Regions from separate parts of the Zea mays genome. Here region 2 is linked to region 1. Evidence: chromatin contacts called from public Hi-C data. All regions are on one chromosome and are shown on one strand. The core of a region is the stretch at or near the end of the contact, and the rest is flanking DNA. Distances in the headings are between cores, read along the strand shown. Region 1 holds the start of LOC109940599 (serine/arginine repetitive matrix protein 1-like). Region 2 holds the start of LOC100273431 (Transmembrane emp24 domain-containing protein 10).

What was found. A called contact is a pair of places that touch in the nucleus more often than the background predicts.
Region 2: a contact with region 1 is called in a Hi-C map of tassel, with 2.0 times the contacts expected there. The contact joins the promoter of LOC100273431 here to the promoter of LOC109940599 in region 1. A contact is called at or near these places in 2 of 25 Hi-C or Micro-C datasets (ear and tassel).

The regions. Positions count from the first base shown.
Region 1 is chr6:121,300,627-121,303,326 of Zm-B73-REFERENCE-NAM-5.0, reverse strand. It overlaps LOC109940599 (serine/arginine repetitive matrix protein 1-like), which reads left to right and starts at 1,389. Exons shown (of 3, transcript XM_035960298.1): 1 at 1,389-1,401; 2 at 1,961-2,122; 3 at 2,655-2,700. The coding sequence starts at 1,389.
Region 2 is chr6:121,472,286-121,474,985 of Zm-B73-REFERENCE-NAM-5.0, reverse strand. LOC100273431 (Transmembrane emp24 domain-containing protein 10) reads right to left here and starts at 1,444. Exons shown (of 4, transcript NM_001147868.1): 1 at 1,121-1,444. The coding sequence starts at 1,324. It overlaps LOC111589576 (a long non-coding RNA gene), which reads left to right and starts at 1,726. Exons shown (of 3, transcript XR_002748659.2): 1 at 1,726-2,700.

The sequences.
Region 1 (2,700 bases), core at 140-2,639:
ACAAGCTAGCCTAGGAGGAACTGAAGTCCCGTCTCATAGAGCAAGAGCTCAGCTAGGTGCAGGAAAGCATGGAAAAAGGAGTACGACGAGCATGAGTGCCTTTGCACCACCGTCCGATTAGCGTGTGATGACCTCTGGGTCGTCAGCGAAGGGACAAGCTAGTTCGCTGATTAGTTAACTTACCGAGTTTCAGAGTCATGCATGCCAAGTCATTAGGGTCACATTGTACTTCAGTGTCCGTCGGGCGTTCGTGGTCATGCTCTCTCATTAGGACAACATCGACTTGCCAATGATGAGGCTCCCGACTGACCAATCCGAAGAAGAGGTCCTTCCCAAGAAGGTCTAGCCAATGTCAGTCTTGTTGCAAAACTTAAGTCGAGCACATGTATTGAACTGAATGATTTTGTGTATGAAGTTTATTTTGTGAAGATGTTGGTTATATTCATCGTAGTGCTACATTTGATCGATAATTTGTTCTGCACTTGGTGTTCCTTTTGTTTTGTTAACACAATACATGGTCATGTTTGATCGTTGTAAGTTTGAAACTAGAAAGATTAGCTTTATATATGGTTCTTAGATAATAAGAAGAATGATAAAATAGTAATGGTTGCTTGCATCAATGGTATCTAGGCGATTCCATTCTATATTTACATGTAATGCACTAATGTCTCTTTAATTGGGCATCTATTTCACTTACATTTGAGAAGGAAAATATGCATTCCTGACAAATGTTGGAGTTCCTTGCCTGAATTGCTAATCTCTGTGCTGCCTTTAATTGTGCCTACTATTTTCTGCGCATATGGATTCCGTCATTTAGGCCATACTTGGTTCCCACTTCCTAAAGTTTAATGACTAAAATCAAGTCAGTTTTAGTCCCTAAACTATCAAACATGGTGACTAACAGAGCTCTTCTAAACTTTGTCACCAAGGGACGACTAAAGGTGACTAAACTTGCACTTTCACTGGATTTCCCTTCTTGTATCTCGTTAGTTAGTCGCAGCCACCTACACTAAATTAAGGGTAATCTTGTCTTTTATACACAATAATTAATGCTCTTTAGGGCCCGTTTGGCAAAGCTCCAGCTCCTGCTTCTTTAGCTCCAGATCCTGATCCTTGTGAGGAGCTGATCCTCCTGATTCTCCTAGAGAATCAGAATCATTTTTAAAACCGTTTGACAAGTAAACTGATTCTTGTCTTCTGAAAGTTGGTGGTCTGTGGCGATTGTCTGTTTTACCCTTTGCAGTTCAACTTTGTTATAAACTAATAAGTAGGATGCATATATGGAAAAAAATTATGAAACAATAACATATAAAATATTTCCATCATAGTAGTGCATAAAATGGTCTCAAATGTTTAATCCATAAATTGGCTCGTTATGTTTTTGTCCAATGCCAATTGCAGGTAATTTCGATCAAACTTTAAGGGGAGGTCCATATTTGGTTGGTTGAGGAGCTGTTTTAAGGGAGGGTGGAGCAGGTTTTTTTTAGATCCCACCTTTCTTCACAAAAACGACTCCCGATCTTTCAGCTCCACACGAGAATCAGTTTTAAAAAATACCCGTTTGGCACGGCTCCTCCAGATCCTCGCTTAGAATTAGGAGCTGGAGCTGTGCCAAACGGGCCCTTAGTCAGTTTTAGTCTCTAAAACCAAACAAGGTATTCTGGGGATTAAAGTTGTCCCAAAATTTTAGAAGGGTGACTAAAGAAACTAAACAGGGTCTTAGTCCCTTTTAGAGACTAAACTGCCAAATACAAGGACTAAATGAATGAGTACGACATGCTTGGTTGCATGCCTAAAAGAACTCCCTAAATCAAAATTTTGGAGAACTGGTATGAAAACATCTCTCCAGTAATTTCCTAAAATAACTCTCCAAGTTTATCAACTTATAATCCAACCCTATGTACTCTTCAAATGTAGCTGTCCTTTCACCACTCCCTAAATAAAAAAAATCGTGCCAAAGATTTCCCCATTGGGCTATCTCGCGCCTTTACTCCTCTCCCCGCCGCCGTCACAAACACACATAGGTCCGACTTCCCTGCCTCCAGGTCCAACTTCCCCTCTGCCAAGTACAGCTACTCCGTCGCTAGGTACAGCTTCCTCGCCACGGCTGCTCCGCCACCAGGTTAGGCTCCCCGCTCCTACTAGTTCGTGTTTCTTGCCGCTGTTCTAGTTCTGATCCGTCTCCCTGTTACCGACGCTCATCAACGGAGGCGGCAGTGGCGGTCGCTGGGCAGCCGGACCTTGCTCGGCAGTGGCGGTCAGCAGATCACGTTCTTGCTAGGCACTTGCTGCAAGCTGTGTGCATGGCTGGTGGATAGACTTGGCCTGGCGGTGGGGCACCATGCAATAGCCAGAGAAGACGAGGAAGGAAACGAAAAGGAATACAAGGATCTGGCCCACAAAACTGATTTCAAATTTGATTTACTATCTATATATATGTGGAACAGTTGGAGATCATAATTTTTTACGCTCAAACCTCAGTTACCAACTCCCAACACTATTTTTTAAGAACTACCGGAGTTGCTCTAAGATGCCAAAAATTCTAGTTGATTATACTACCGTTCACCGTATAATATTCTTTTTTAGTATAATCTCATATATTTTGTGCCATATGACTTATGAGTTATGAGACATTATTGCCCCCACGCAAGCAGGTCCACCACCGGGGCGGCGCCGTCGTGTTGATCAGGACGGACCCAT
Region 2 (2,700 bases), core at 195-2,694, 170 kb before region 1:
CAAAGATCCCTCTCGAAGCACACAGAGCTTTCTTTAACATGCATTCTGGGATTAAAAAACAAAATTGATCACAGAAATGCCAATAAAATGCAAGGCTGCCATAGGATAACAAGATAAGACATGAGCATCAGACTTGTGGTAAATATGTTCTTAAGTTGGCAGATATGGTACAGAAGTGCTGTTGCCCATAGTGCACCTTGTCACTTTGATCATCAAATCTTGTCTTCGGAAGTTTGTAAAATTCAATCTGGATCTGAAGTTCTCTAAAAGAGTCAGCAATTGAGCAGGGTTCAGGGTGGAACTCCAGTCAAAAATTTTAGTCTAGACTAGACTCTAGTGACACTATATGCATTAACTCGTCTGCTCATGCACACAAATGATTACAAGGTACTAACTACTAAAACAATCTATTAATGTGTATTTTGGATATAAAAATATATTAATGTGCATAACACTTAGGTATATAAACAATCACAATAGCAAGCACAATCCAACATCTGCTGCAACTTAGTGTTATGTTCAACCCCATTACATTAGGGCTAATAACTAAGAATGGTAATATAAGAATTCGATTCCCAAGAGAGAATGAAAACCAAGCATAGCACATGCTAGTTACTTGAGAGAGCGCCATCCAGCATAGCAGTACCCAAATTGAAGATTATCCCCATCTGAAGCAATGGCCAAGTGCAGTTTTGACTCATAAATCAATTTCCCTAATGTCTCGAAACCATGAATTAGTAAGGTGATACTATGACCAGATTCATGATGAATTGTCAACTTGCAGATTTCCCCTTGTACAAAATTCACGCTGAGCTACTTAAGACTAATTTGTAGCGAAAGAGCCCCGTACTAGGAACTAGAACACGTATAATTCCTCCCTCCATCAATCTCCCCTAAGTGCTAGTTTTGACTCGTAGAAGCTCAATCAGACAACAACAAAATTGCAGGGCTTAATTCGCACGAAAAATAGCGCAATCTAGCGCCTCAGCTGCGTCCCAATTCGCCTACACCGAGATCACAGAACACACCGGTTCACCGGCCCAGATCGAGATCAAACACGAGAATGAACGAGACGAAACCGCACGCCAAGGGCATCCGAGAGCGAGTTGTGGCCGCGTACCTTGACGGCGACGGTGGGATGCGAGCTGGGGTGGGACTCGTACATGATAGCGTAGTCGGCGAGCACTACGACGTTGGGCTGGATCTCCTCGGAGACGCACTTGGTCCCCGACGGCGGGAGCTCGAGCCACACGGCCTCTGCCACCGGTAGGAGAAGCACCGCCGCTACGGCCAGCAGCAGCGCTGGAAAGACCGACGCCGCCATCCCCGCCGGACGATCTGGAGGCGGGCGTCTCTCTCTGACTCTCTCCCGGTCGCGGTGGAGTCGTGGGAGCTTGGACTTGCACGAGGCGATAGGCGAGGGCAATGGCTTGCAGGGGTAGGTTGGGAACGCGAAGGTTCGCACCTTAGACTGTCCAGCCTATATATCTTTACTACCCTATAACACTCTATTACCCTATAACACTCTATTATAGACCGTGCATCGTGTTCTGCCCTGCACCCGTAACCACGCCGACGCACCCAACCTCGCCCCCATGCCGCTGACTACGCGACCTTGCTTTCTAGCCACCACGCTGGGCCCACATCACCCCACGCCGCTAAGGCGCCAAGGCACCAATTGTGTGACCTTCTTTTCTCACCCTTTCCCACCCAACTGCCCTGCCCTCCCTCCCCGAGATCGCGCAACAAGTCCCCCTTTTTGGGAATCCCCTCTGGCCTGGACGGCGGAGGAGGCATCTTTGGCATCGATCTCGGCCGAGCAGCTCGACGTGGAGGTGTACGCGACATAGTGTGCGGTGCAGACCAGCCTCACACACCTCATCTAGGACAGCAACCAATTAGGGATGCACTGATGCAGCAGGCGGCGTTGCGTTGGGGACGTGTCGCGGGCTAGCCATGGCTAGCAGCTAGGCGGCGTCGACTATCCCTGTCCAGGCTAGCAGGCTATCGGGCCCCGTGCGGGTGCTTGTCTCCGAGGCCATCGACGAGCGAGTGGCGGAGGGTGAGGAAGGGGATGGCGCGATGAGGCTATTCGTGGGCCTCCCGTGGACGCGGTGGTCTCTGGCAGCTAGCATCACCCTTCCTCCTTCCTGTTGGATTGGTTTCGCTTGCACTCACCAGGACACGCATTTCAGGTGACGAGAAGACAGACCACCTGAAGCACCTCGAGATCAGCCCCAAAGATTGTCTTCGATATCCAGGTGAGGGTAACAGCAGCGGCTGCATCATGTGGAAAGATAACATCGTTGATGTCAAGTACAAAGAAAATGGGCAGGATCTCTATCTTGGGCTGGCAAACTCTGAAATAGGTAGCAAAAACTGAAGCAGTCAAGATTCTGATGCAAAACTCAACATCTTATCAGCTGCTACTAATAAATACATTTATGTAGCTACAAGGAAGAATATGGGGCGTGTGGCAAAGATCTCGGTCCCGGTGATGGCTTCTGTGCTTGCACTCATGGCCACCGGCATGTACCTTGTTTGGATATGCAAGCTTAGAGGTACAATTGGAGGGAGCCAATATATTCACCATAAAGAACTATCCAGCTCAGTTTTTTTGTATTGCTAGCATAAGGTTTATCAATAACAATTGGAGTGGCTCTTCCTGTCAGCCAAACGTCAGAACAAGGATAATTTGAG